3 separate regions of the Sus scrofa genome follow, and regions 2 and 3 are each linked to region 1. A link is a contact called in public HiChIP or PLAC-seq data. All regions are on one chromosome and are shown on one strand. The core of a region is the stretch at or near the end of the contact, and the rest is flanking DNA. Distances in the headings are between cores, read along the strand shown.

What was found. HiChIP or PLAC-seq counts read pairs in DNA pulled down with a chosen protein or histone mark.
Region 2: an H3K27ac HiChIP or PLAC-seq map of alveolar macrophages shows a contact between it and region 1. The contact joins the promoter of CCND3 here to the promoter of TOMM6 in region 1. A contact is called at or near these places in 3 of 5 promoter capture datasets (fetal liver, fetal skeletal muscle and liver), 10 of 47 Hi-C or Micro-C datasets (alveolar macrophages, blood, brain and 4 more) and 2 of 2 datasets of contacts at active chromatin or transcription factors (alveolar macrophages and skeletal muscle).
Region 3: a contact with region 1 is called in an H3K27ac HiChIP or PLAC-seq map of alveolar macrophages. The contact joins the promoter of BYSL here to the promoter of TOMM6 in region 1. A contact is called at or near these places in 4 of 5 promoter capture datasets (fetal liver, fetal skeletal muscle and liver), 14 of 47 Hi-C or Micro-C datasets (alveolar macrophages, blood, brain and 7 more) and 2 of 2 datasets of contacts at active chromatin or transcription factors (alveolar macrophages and skeletal muscle).

What each region holds. Positions count from the first base shown.
Region 1 is chr7:36,974,046-36,978,231 of Sscrofa11.1, forward strand. It overlaps TOMM6 (mitochondrial import receptor subunit TOM6 homolog), which reads left to right and starts at 2,433. Exons shown (of 1, transcript XM_013977927.1): 1 at 2,433-2,833. The coding sequence starts at 2,702. The coding sequence ends at 2,833. PRICKLE4 (prickle-like protein 4) reads left to right here. Exons shown (of 8, transcript XM_021098686.1): 3 at 1-104; 4 at 364-567; 5 at 1,099-1,303; 6 at 1,764-2,829; 7 at 3,575-3,679; 8 at 3,918-4,186. The coding sequence ends at 2,137.
Region 2 is chr7:37,092,919-37,097,104 of Sscrofa11.1, forward strand. It overlaps CCND3 (cyclin D3), which reads right to left and starts at 1,894. Exons shown (of 5, transcript NM_001078678.1): 1 at 1,697-1,894; 2 at 601-816. The coding sequence starts at 1,894.
Region 3 is chr7:37,072,461-37,076,646 of Sscrofa11.1, forward strand. It overlaps BYSL (bystin like), which reads left to right and starts at 2,057. Exons shown (of 7, transcript NM_001130731.1): 1 at 2,057-2,349. The coding sequence starts at 2,082. MED20 (mediator complex subunit 20) reads right to left here and starts at 1,690. Exons shown (of 4, transcript NM_001206352.1): 1 at 1,547-1,690. The coding sequence starts at 1,560.

The DNA of each region.
Region 1 (4,186 bases), core at 1,183-3,682:
TGGCCGAACTGAGGCTCTTCTGTGCCTGGCGGAGGAGGGAGGCCCTGGGACAGGGGGTGGCCCGCCTGGTACCTCCCAAGCTTGAAGAATGCACCTGTGAAAAGGTATGTAGCACCTCCCCGTATTCTCCTTCCTTCTCTTTGCCCTCCCACTTCCGAAGACGGGGCTGGAGGGACTCTGGTTTGGGGTGGGGATTGACAGTTGGGCAATCGTTAGGAAAAAGGGAAACCAAATTTAGGGGTTCTTGGTGGAGCCTGCAGTGGAGGTGGGCTTGCAGTTAGGTTAGGGTTGGGATGGAAGAATCAGGAGGGGAGGTAGGAGGGTGGGGCAGCCTCTGACCAGCCCAGCACCCTGGCCCCGCAGTGCAGGGAGCCGCTGAGGCCAGGGGAGTATGGAGTGTTCGCAGCCAGGGCAGGAGAGCAGTGCTGCTGGCACCCGGCTTGCTTCGCCTGCCAGGCCTGTGGCCAGGCCCTGATAAACCTCATCTACTTCTACCACGATGGGCATCTCTACTGCGGCCGTCATCATGCGGAGCTGCTGCGGCCTCGGTGCCCGGCTTGTGACCAGGTACAGTGTCTAGGGGAGGGGCTGGAGGGGTTTTGCCCAGGGTCCAGCGATTCAGGATGTAATGAGACACCTCTTCCAGTACCACATAGTAAGGTACAGAGAACTAGGAGCCAGTTCTAGTTGTATTGTTGCCTTTGTGCCCTCCCCCACCACAAGCAAAGACCCCCAGATTTTCTTGAACTAGAATTTCTCCAGAGCAGGGACTCCTGGACAGACGTTCATCTCAGTAAGCCGGGTGCCCAGTGCTGTGCCTGCTCCTGCGAGGAACTGCTGTAACGTTGGCACAAGAGGCAGCACAGAACCCTGGGTTGGGCATCCAGGCGACCCGGGTCGTACTTCTTCAGACTGTGCCACTTGCTAGCTGGGGGATCCTGGCTAAGCCAATTAGCCCTCCCCGCATCCGAGAGTGGCTGAGTAGATCAGATGGGAATGTCTGTAGACGTGCTTAGCGTTAACTGGGCATAAGGCGTGGTTATCGGATGGATGAATGAGTGAATGAATGAATGAGCCGTTCCCCTCTCCCTCTCCCAGCTGATCTTCTCCCGGCGTTGCACCGAGGCCGAAGGACGGCGCTGGCACGAGAACCACTTCTGCTGCCAGGACTGCGCCGGGCCCTTGGGCGGGGGACTTTATGCCCTGCCGGGGGGTGACCCCTGCTGCCCCAGCTGCTTTGAGAGTCGCTATTCAGATGCCGGCTCGAGGCCGGCTGGAACCCAGGAAGGCAGGGCGTCCCTGGGTAAGGGAGGAGAAGGAGCAGATAGATCAAAGGGGAAGGGGGCAGCGGCTTGGGCTGGGCTGAGGGGGGGCGTTCTCCCGGGCTGGGACCCTCACCCCGGTCCCACGCCGTCCCGTCCCTCCAGTAGCGCCCCCGTCGTCCCCACCGCACCCCAGACCCGAGCCTCGGGGCCCGCAGCTCTCACCGCGCCTCCCTGGCCGGAGCGCTCCAAGGGCCTCCCGAACCCTCCCCGCGCCGCGGTTGGGGCTGCGGCTCGGGACTCGCTCCGGAGCTGGGGCCGCGGCTGCCCTCTGGTGGGCGGAGGCGGGGTGGGGCGGGAGCCGGGAGAGGACTTGCGGCGGCGGCGCGCACGGCCCAGGGGCGGGGCGGGAGGCTGGGCCCCGACGGGGACTGGCCGCCCGGATCCTGCAGAGAAGACTAGAGGCTCTGAGGCGGGTGTTTCTGACCCGGCCTGGCACAGGAGAGGCGGAGCTCGGCAGAGGTGAAGACCCCGACAGCTACCTGCGGAAGTCTGCGTCCATCTCCCGGGCAGCCCTTCTCGCCACTGGCGACAACTCTAGTGTGGAAACCCAGACGGAGATGCTTGGATCCAGTCCGGAGCAGGAGTGTCAAGCTGGGAACAAAGCGGAGGCACCCAAAGGGCAAGAGCAGAGCCTCCTGGAGACTCCTCTTGATCCCAAGGAGGACGCTCCCTGCCCCACCTGCTCCTCTTCCTCTGAATCGGAACCCGAAGGATTTTTCTTAGGCCAGCGGCTTCCCCGGCCCTGGGAGACCCCCAGAAGTCTCCAAGCTGGGGACAGCGACACCTCCAGGAAGCATTGCACCATTTGCTAGTAGCGCAACCCGGAGAATGAGGGGCTGGTGGGAGGGTGAACTGTAGGGCAAGAGAGCGAGGTTCCCCCCCCCAATATAAAAATCCTAGACTGAACGTTATCAGGGCCGTGGCTGGGAGAGGCGGCGAGATGATAAATTCGGAGTGCTTCCTTTCAGCCCGCACACTTTTCGTGGAGACTCTTGTGGAACCCCATTCCCCAAAGCTACGCATCCCCTCTAAGAGAGCCCCTATCCGACCCCAACAGGCTGGGCAGCCCCATCCCCCTCATCCTCCTCCTGAGCCAATGAAGTGATCACTCAAGAGACCACTAGTGATGATGACGGGTGGGCGAAAGCCAAGAGGGAGCTGGAGGTGGAACCCGACCAGGGGAGGTTGGAGCTGGGCGGCGCTTCGCTTCCCGCAGAGCTTGGAGTTCTCCCTCCCTCCCGGAGTCGGGTCGAGCTGCAGCAGCGGCGCCCTCTGCCTGCTGGTAGCCGGCGGAAGTGCAAGACCGGAAATTGCGTGATCCGCCGGCGCCGGCACGGTGGGTAGAGAGAGGCCTCGCAGAGTTCGGAGGTGCTGCCATGACTTCCACTGGGGTTGGCGTGAACCCTGCGGGCTCGTCAAATGAAGCTCCCGAAATTCCAGACAACGTGGGAGATTGGCTTCGGGGCGTCTACCGCTTTGCTACCGATAGGAATGACTTCCGGAGGTAACCGAGGCGCGGGAGCTGGGTCCCTTCTTCGCCGAGGCTAGACCCTCCCGATTTTTTACACTGCCAACATCTTGATCTCTTCGTGGCTCTGGGTGTGCTTTGCCGAGGCCTTTGACTGGGAGAGTTCCGCCCGGCCAGAGCGCTCTTTTCAGTCGCGGGCTCTGTCTAGAGACTCTCACCCTGACCACAGGGACCCAGGGAGAGGAGACACCAACACGTAAAACAGGCTTTTCGACCCTGAAAGGCTGCTTTGCACTTGACTCTGCTGTTATTAGATATGGAAACGCGCCCTAAATAACCACGTGGGTCTTGGGCAACCTATTACGGAATGATCAACGCTTCTGCGATTTTAAGCAATGTTTTTGCCTCGGGGAGGTTTTTCTAGGGTGATGATGGGAAGCCTTTTCCCTCAGTGTCTTTCATTAACCGAAGACACTTGACTCAGGGACCACAGGGTTAATGGGATGCATTTTTTTTTTTTCTTTTTTAAGTGCCGCATCTGCGGCATATGGAGGTTTCCAGGCTAGGGGTCGAAATGGAGCTGTAGCCGCTGGCCTACACCACAGCCACAGCGGTGCAGGATCCGAGCTGCGTCTGCCGCCGACACTACAGCTCACGGCAAAGCCGGATCCTTAACCCACTGAGCGAGGCCAGAGATTGAACCTGTGTCTTCACGGTTACGAGTCAGATTCGTTTCCTCTGAGCTACGACGGGAATTCCATGGAATGCATTCTCTTTCCAGGAACTTGATCCTCAATTTGGGGCTCTTTGCTGCAGGCGTTTGGCTGGCCAGGAATTTGAGTGACATTGACCTGATGGCACCTCAGCCAGGGGTTTAGCCATAAAGGTAAGCACTAACCACTGTTCCACTTGTTTTAGGCATCCTGTAGGCTGGGAGAAGATATAATTTATATCAGCCATTCACACAACAGTTTAATGGTTAATAGGAGAGAGACTGGATGTAAAACCAACTCTTGGCTATTCCTGGTTAAATGTGTTTCCAGATGTTGCAAGGTTTTTGAGTCAATTACCAGTTTCCCTCCAGTGATTTTACATTTCTAATGCCACCTGTTGTCTGATTGCAGACACATGGAACCCCTGTGCTGTCCTCCAACCTTCCAAAAACAGAGCATCCCATCTGTGACCATCACAAGACTTGCCCTGATGGCAGCTGACGTTTGATTCAGATGGGCAGCCTTCCTTCCCTGCTTGATTTCCTTTTCTTTGCTGAGTCCACTCAGAACACCCTCCTCTGGTCAGCAGGCAGGCCTCAGCTAAAGTGTTCTTCTCTGTTCTGTAAAGTTCTGTACATAGTTCCTAAGTTTCTGCAGGGGCTTATCTTTGCTCTTGTCCT
Region 2 (4,186 bases), core at 644-3,143, 120 kb after region 1:
CTCCCTGGGGAGAGAAGAGGAAGGAGAGAAGAAGGTGGGACCAAACGCCACGGCCCTGCCTCAGAGCCACCAACGCCTGGCTTTAATCTGCTCTGGGAGGCTTTTCCATCACAAAGTCCACACACTGGGATAAAGACTCAACCGAGCCCCCCTCCCCCACACGAAGCACATTCCACTCCCCGACTCCAGTGGGGGTGCGCAGGCACGTCCTGCTGCTGCCAATAAATAACTCACGGTGGCTGTGTAAACCCAGAGGCAAAGTACTAGTGAGTGTAGACATGCAGTTTGACTTGTTGCTATCTGGAGGAAAGACCAGGAAGGAGTGGCACCCCCTGGAGGCCAGGAGAAGGGGATTTAGTTCCTGCCGGCAGCGCAGGCCTGGGAGCGCGTGGGGGGGGGGAACGGGGGGGGGCGGCTACGACCTGGGCGGGGGCTACGCTGACCATCACACCACACGGCCCCATCCTTTGTCCAAAAAAAATTTAAAAAGCCTCTGCTACCCTGTGCAAGGGCAGAAAGCCGCCCGAGGTCTTAGCTTTCCTTTTTCTGGTGAGTGAGGAGGCAGGAGATGTTGGGGGGCGGGGGGAGTTGTGCACGCACCCGCAGCTGGCGGGGAGAGACAGAGTGGTCCGTGTAGATGCACAGTTTTTCGATGGTCAGGGGCGTAGTCTCGCGCAGCTTGGAGGCCAGCAGCATGCAGACCGCACCCAGGAGCTGCAACTGCGCCTTGCGGGTGGGGACGCAGGACAGGTAGCGATCCAGGTAGTTCATGGCCAGGGGGAAGACTTCCTCCTCACAGCGCTGCTCCTCACACACCTGGGGGAGGGCGCACGGTCATTTCTGGGACAGAGGCAGAGGAGACGCAGCAGCACTAAAGGTTGGGGGGGGGGGCTGAAAGGGATTGGGACGGGGAGCAAGAAATGGCAGGGGGTAGGTGTCCTTACAGTGACAGGGACTAAAACGCAGGATGCGCCTTCCCCAAGGTGACGCCCCCCCCACTTCCTCGACGTTGCCTCCACCCCCACACCCGGGGCTGGGGAGAGGGGGGCTGTAAGCCAGAGGCTCCCTTAAGGATTCCAAACTGAGTCTGCCCTCCCCCATACCGAGGGCGATGGGGGACGGACGAGTCACCCACTGTAGCCAGAGAACTGGGACCTTACCCCCATTACCGCCACCCACTGCACACACCCAAAGGGAAGGGAGGAGACTCCAGCCGCGGCCTCCCGCACTTTTCATTTCCCTGACGGCCGGAACAGCGCGCGCCACCCCCACCGCCTTCCCCGCCAGAACCCCGCGACACACACAGGAACCGGCTCTGCGGCGGGGGCGGCTGAGCCCAAGGTTTTCCAGCCGCGCTCTCCAGAGAGGGCCGGGCAGGGGAGCAAGGCAGGAGACGCTGGGAGAAGCCGGAGGGGAGAGGGTGGCCCTTGTCCCGCTTTCCCGGCCCAAGAGAGGGTTAGTTAGGGTGCCAAACGACTGGCAGTCAAAGCCAGGGTTGGAGAAGAGAAAGAAAGGACCACCTGGGAGGCAGCCGGCTAGGGTGCGCGAGCGCAAGGCCAGGCCCCGGGGATGTGCGCCACAGAAACATCTTGATGATTGTTGTTGGGACCAGGATGTCCCGACAGGGCGGCCCCGGGATGTCCGGAGCTGGGGGACGCAAGGGTGGCGGGGGAGGGGAGACCAGTCCGGGCGGTACCTCCAGCATCCAGTACGCCAGCATCTTCCGCATGTGCGGCTTGATCTCCCTCTGCACACATTGGAAGTAGGAGGCGCGGGGCACATAGCGCTCCTCCAGGCGGAGCAGGCTCTGCAGGACCCGCTGGTCCCCCAGCAGCCGCGGGTCCGGCCCGGCCCGGGGCGCGTGCCGGGTGCCCTCGCAGCACAGCAGCTCCATACTCGGGCAGCGCACGGGCAGGGCGGGAGTGCGGGCTGGCGAGCCAGAACGCAAGGCGGCGGGCCGGAGAGCGCGGGGCGCGGGACTGGTGCTGGCGCTGGCACTCCGCGTTGGAGCCTCAGCCCGCCCCCGCCGCCGCGCGCCGCTTCCCTGACAGGCGCCCCGCCCCTCGCGACCGAGTAGCAACCGTGGAATGCTCGGACGTCGCGACGTCCCAAGGGGCGGGGCCTCCGGCGCCCAGACGGAAAGGGCGGGCGGGCGCTCCCCCCCACCCCGCCCCCGGGCGGCCGTATTGGTCCGCCGGGCGCGGGCCGGCCGGCTTCCGGGCGCTCCGAGCCTTCTGACCACCCGGTGCAGAGAGGTACTTTGGAGGTGGGGCTCTTCCCCACCTACAAGCCCTCCCGTTTGGCTGCTCAGACTCCAGTTGCCCAGGAAGAACTTTTCTCCAAAGGTTATTCATTCATTCAGTCAGTCATCAAACCCGACTTCACCCGCTGCTTGCTTTAGGGAATATGAATAATAATAAAGTAGCTAGTTCTTAAAAAAATAAAAAAAAGCTAGTTCTAGGTGAAGACTGTTGTAAGCACTTTTGATTCTTCATGAAAAAAGCTATGAATTAGGTCTTGTATTGGTTTTGAAATTGAGGAAACCGAAACACGGTAAATACAGTCTTAGTCTGAGCTATAGGATTGGGAAGCTGACAGTCTGACTCCAGAACCTGTGCTCTGCACCATTCCCTGCAGGATCAAAATCTGCATTTCAACAAGATCCCTGGTGATTCCTGTGCATATTAAAGTGCTAGAAGAGCTAGTCTAAATCCGCACATTTCAGAAATACAACGGGGCGGAAAGACCGTGGATTCAAGGCCTCACCTCTTCAAGTTGGCTGTGTGGCCTTGGAAAAACCCTGAAGTCCGCCTTAGTTTCTGTCTGAGGAAAACATGGGTGGGGAAACTAGATCCTTTTTGGAAGAGTTTCTTTAATTTTTGTTTTTCTTTTTATTTTTTAGGACCGCACCCAGAGCACATGGAGGTTCCCAGGCTAGGGGTCGAATCGGAGCTACAGCTGTCGGCCTACGCCAGAGCCACAGCAACACCAGATCCAAGCCTCATCTTCGACCTACACCACAGCTCACAGCAACGCCAGGTCCTTAACCCACTGATTGAGGCCAGGGATCGAACCCAAAACCTCATGGTTCCTAATCAGATTGGTTTCCACTGCACCACCACAGGAACTCCTCTGGTAATGCTCTAAATAGGAGGAGGCCATGGGGATCCCTGCCTCTCCTGGGGTCCTCCAAGTAGAGGAAACCCTAAGGAAGAGAGTTACCAGAGAGATGAGAGCCTATAGAAGAGGCAAGCTCTATGTTAAGGATTTTCTCTATCAGTTCTTTTTAAGATAATAAAGCTTTCCTCATTTACATATCATGGAAATAGTCATCAGCAATGTAGAAAACACAGATAAGCCACACAAAAAAAGAAATAATAATTGGAGTTCCCGTTTTGGCTCAGAGGGTTACAAACCCTAATAATTATCCATGAGGATACAGTTTTGATCCTTGGCCTCACTCGGTGGGTTAAGGATCTGGTGTGGCTGTGGCTATGGTGTAACCTGTCAGCTGTAGCTCTGATTCAACTGCCAGCCCAGGAACTTCCATATGCCGCAGGTGTGGCCATAAAAAGCAAAAAAGGAAAACAAAAAAGGATAATAATAATTACGTGCACTTTCGCCATCCAGATAACCTTTTAAATGTCAATGTTTATTTTTCTAAAACTGAGCTATAGATATATTTTTAAATGAGATCATTGCAAACTTTTGTAAGCTCTTTTTTTCACTAACAGATATACTCACAGCACTTTTGCCATGTCACTAAATATTCACATTATTTTTAATGACTACATAGTATGCCATTGGGTGAATGTGTCGTATTCTATTTTACCAAATCTATATTGTTGGAAATTTAGGTTGTTTCTAGTTCTTCCCTATTAGAAACAATACTGTAAAATATTTTTGTGGCAGTATCTTTGTGCACACTCATGACTATATTTCTAGAAGTGAATTAATTTCCAGAAATGGAATTTCTCAATCAGAGGTTATGAAACATTCTAAGGCTTTTGATACAGTTCTTATTACCAAATTTCCCTGCTGAAAGGTTGAACCAATCTAATGAACAAACATTAGATATCTACTTAAAAAAAAAAATCTACCAACTGGTGAGATGAAAAGTGGTTTATTAGTAATGTGCATAAAATTTTTAAATCAAGAGCTCTCGTGTCGGAGTGAATGTGTGCTG
Region 3 (4,186 bases), core at 807-3,306, 98 kb after region 1:
AACAAGCCACAATGATGATGGCCTTTATTTTGAAAAATAAGAGAATCCCTTAGATGATACAACTGGGGTCCAAAGTACTAGGAATCTGAAAAGTCGAGAAGGGTCCCAACAGAGGGCCTTTTCCCTCTGTCTGCCTTCTGCACTGAAGGAACAGGGGCTTCGGAGTTCTGCTCGTGGCTCAGCGGGTTAAGAATGTGACCAGTATCCATGAGGATATGGGTTCGATCACCTAGCCTCGCTCAGTGGGTTAAGGATCTGGCGGTGCCATGAGCTGTAGTGTAGGTTGCAGATGCAGCTCGGATCTGGCATTGCTGTGGCACAGGCTGGCAGCCACAGCTCTGATTCAACCTCTAGCCTGGGAACTTCCATGTGACACAGGAACGGCCCTAAAAAGAAAAAAAGAAGAAGAAAAAAAAAAAGCTGTAGGAACAGCCCTAAAAAGAAAAAAAGAAAAAAGAAAACAAAAACAAAAACAAAAACAACAACAGGGGCCTCACAGCAGAAACTGACACAATGTTGTAAATCAACTATATTTTAATTTAAAAAAGAAAAGAAAAAAACAACAGGGGCTTCCAGGATTCCATGCCTCTGCGGAGGAAACTTTTCATCTCCATTCTTCACATCCTCCTTACACTAAAAGACTTCCAAAGAGGCTCATGATGTCAACTGCAGGAAGCAAATGTGCAGTCACTGACAAGTGTGCAAGACTTGGGTGACTGGGAGGAAGAATTCCCACAGGCTCTTTTCTTATATGAAGACTCTATAGCCACTGACTCCTGATACCCTGGCCTCTAGCCCTCTCTGATTGGAAAGATGCTCCAGATACCTTTTTTTTTTTTTTTCTTTTAAGCCCTGAAATCTAGCATTTTGGAACTAATGCCTCCAAGAGCATGAGGCCCATATTTCCCTGCACTCTGACTCATAACACGTTACAGATATTAAGTCCACAGAAACTAAACCAAGCATGTAATTAAACATAGTAGGAAACAGGTTCTGAGGAGGTGATGTGCCTAACATCCCAATCTCCTAACTCCCAATAGCTTCTTTTTTTCCCCCTCTAGACCCGAGATCTTAAAATGGCCAAATTAGAACTAGACACAGGCTGGTCTAACTGCATTTAGTGGCCATAGGGAAGGGCAAAAACCTAAAAAAGATACTGCCTTCAATGTTGTCTATCTCCCTCCCCACAACCCATCCAACCTTGACTGCAGATGGGTCCTAAACCCGACATACTATTTCCGACCCCAGGCAGTACTGTGGGATGACGAGCAGGAAGAATATACCAAGAAAAACGGAAGGAGGTACGCGACCACTGGTGGATTCTTAAGATAAAAATTTTTAACCTGCCACCTTTGAGAAAGAAGGGGCGCATCTCCGAGGAAAAAGGCCCGCAGATTTCGCAGCCCTCACAGTGGTCCCCTCACCCACACAACTCGAGGGCATCTCTCTCAGACCCTGATCCCGATCCTCCTCTCGGGGACACTGGAGGCTCCACCGGCCCTTCACCACCCCAAGCTTCGCCCCACGAAATCCCTTGAAGTCCTACCAAGTCACTCCCATGATGTTAGGCCAGGAAGATGACAGTACTGAACAGCTGATACGCAGTGCTCTGCTGCAGCCCACGCGAGGTGAAACCACCGACCTAACGAAAGCTTCGGTAGTAGGAGGTGCTCCGGAAATAACGTAAAAAGTGCGAGTCCCTTCGGCGGCCACGAGGAACGGGGCGTACAGGCGCCTCCAGTGACGTCACTGCAGGGCTCCGCCCCCTAGGCTTGCAGCTCGGGGACTTCCTATTCGACAAATCACCCCGGGCCTAGATTCATGAAGCTAAGAAAGCGTGGCTTGGACTGCCACTGCTTAGAGAAGGCGATGTTAATTGCAATGAGTTTATTCGGGAGTCCAGCTCCAGGACTCAGGAGCTCTATCAGGGGGTGGGGCGGGGATGGTGGCAGGTCCGGCCTCCGAACACCAGGGGGCGCTGTAATCACCGTCTGGCCTCTGGGGAGTTCCCTGCGCCGGCGCACTCAGAGCTTTTCCTCTGTCCCCACATGTGAAACTTCCCGGCGAGGTTTTCTAGCGAAATGCCCAAACTCAAGGCCGCCCGCGGGGCCGAGGGTCAGGAAAAGCATGCGCCCCTGGCCGACCAAATCCTGGCTGGGAATGCGGTGCGGGCGGGGACCCGGGAAAAGCGGCGGGGTCGCGGAACCGGAGAAGAGGAGGAGGAGTACGTGGGGCCTCGGCTGACCCGACGGATTTTGCAACAAGCGCGGCAGCAGCAAGAGGAGCTCGAGGCTGAGCATGGGACCGGGGACAGGCCGGCGGCACCTCAAGATCGCACCACGCGGCTGGGTGAGTAGCGAGAGTGGGTGCGAGAAAGAGGATGGGTAGTTGGTAGTGGTAGGCTGAAAAGTGTCCGGCAGGATAATAGTTTGGAATTAAAAAAAAAAAAAAAAACCCAGGGGGGCGTATTACACTCTAGCAAAGGTAATGGAATGGGAGACCCAGCCCTGGCCGGATTTAGGGTGGCTGGAGACCTTCACCTAAAAGTTGAGAGTTAAGTTTTATTTGGAGCAAAATTAGGACCTAGGCCCGGGAGACAGAATCTCAGGTAGCACGGAGGAAACCGGTGCGAGGAGGGGAGCTAGGATATGAGGCAGGTAGTGTTGCCAAAACTCTGTCTCTGTCCTCCGATGCCCAGTTGAAGCACAGAGACAGGGTTTTGGGTGAAGAAGAAAAAGATATCTCTATTGCTCTGCCAAAGGAGGGCCAGAGCAGGTTAGTGCCCTAAAGACTATGGTCCCCTTGAGAGAGATTAGGAGATGGTTTTACAGTGTAAGAGTGGAAAATAGAGCCGCAGTTAAGGACCAGGGTCGAGGCAAACTTGCACGGTTTCTCACGCTCCTGTTTAGTGGCCCCAGGACTGGTTCTGGTGGTCCTCCTTTTTTCCACTGAAGAATGCTTCATACTTCATCAAGTAATAGTTCTGCAGAAGGGCTCAAAGATACTATGTATATTCCTTGAGGAGGAATCTGGACCTGCCCCAAGGTTGCACTATTGTCTCTGTTTTTTGTTTTTTTTTTTTTTTGCTTTTTAGGACCGCACCTGTGGCATATGGAGGTTCCTGAGCTAGGGGTCCAGTCAGAGCTGCAGCTGCTGACCTACACCACAGCCACAGCAATGCCAGATCCAAGCCATGTCTGTGACATGCATCACAGCTCATGGCAACACCAGATCCTCCAAGGCCAGGGATCAAACCCGCATCCTGGATGCTGGTTGGGTTCATTACCACGGAGTCACAAAAGGAATTCCTGTACTATTGTCTTTTAACTGTTCCTCCCCAGTCTCTGCATCCTCACCCTCCCCTGATTAGCAACTGTGTGAACCTGCCCTTTGGAACTCTGAGAAGGTCATGGAGGCTGAAGTTTATTTCCCAAAACAAGAAATGGATGACACAGAAAGGCTTGTGCCCAGGAGCCCCATGGGGCTCTGCTCAGTTACAAGACCTGAAACGGGGGAGTTTCTGCTCTGAGCAGAAAGAAGGATACCGTTTAAGGGCTAAAGAGGGAAAGAGATTAATTAAAAGAGGGTCAGTTTTTCCTTACTAGGCTGGGAGTATTGACCTCCAAGTTGCTTGTTTAGTCCAGGTCTCAGATCTCATCTTTCATTTGCCCTGTGAGCCATGTTCACAGTGAAACACTAGCCTCCTGGCTGCAGGATCAAGATTAAAGACATCACATCCCAGTTTTACTACTTCCTGACATCTCAGTATCCTTTGCTGGCTCCTCTTTTGTCCTCCACTTTTTTTTTTTTTTTTTTTTTTCCCTTAGTTCCCAGGCCTGGGATTGAACCCAAGCCACCACAGTGACAGGTCCTTGGACCTCTTAACTTGTGTTCACTTTTTTGGTGCTGTCATCAGTTTCAAGGTTTAAATACTATTTGGTATTTGGTCACTGCTTCCAAGATCATATTCTAGCCCTGACCTTTTCCCTGCAACCCAAGTTCTTATATTTCAGCTACCTGTTCAGCCTCTCCAATTTGAAGTCTAATAGACATCTCACATTCAACATATCTAGAACAGAAATCCTGCTGTCTTGACACATCTGCTCCACCCAGCATCTACCTCATCTCCATTAATGCCCCGATATCCTTCCATTTGCTCGAGACAGAAACCTCCCAGACTCCTCTC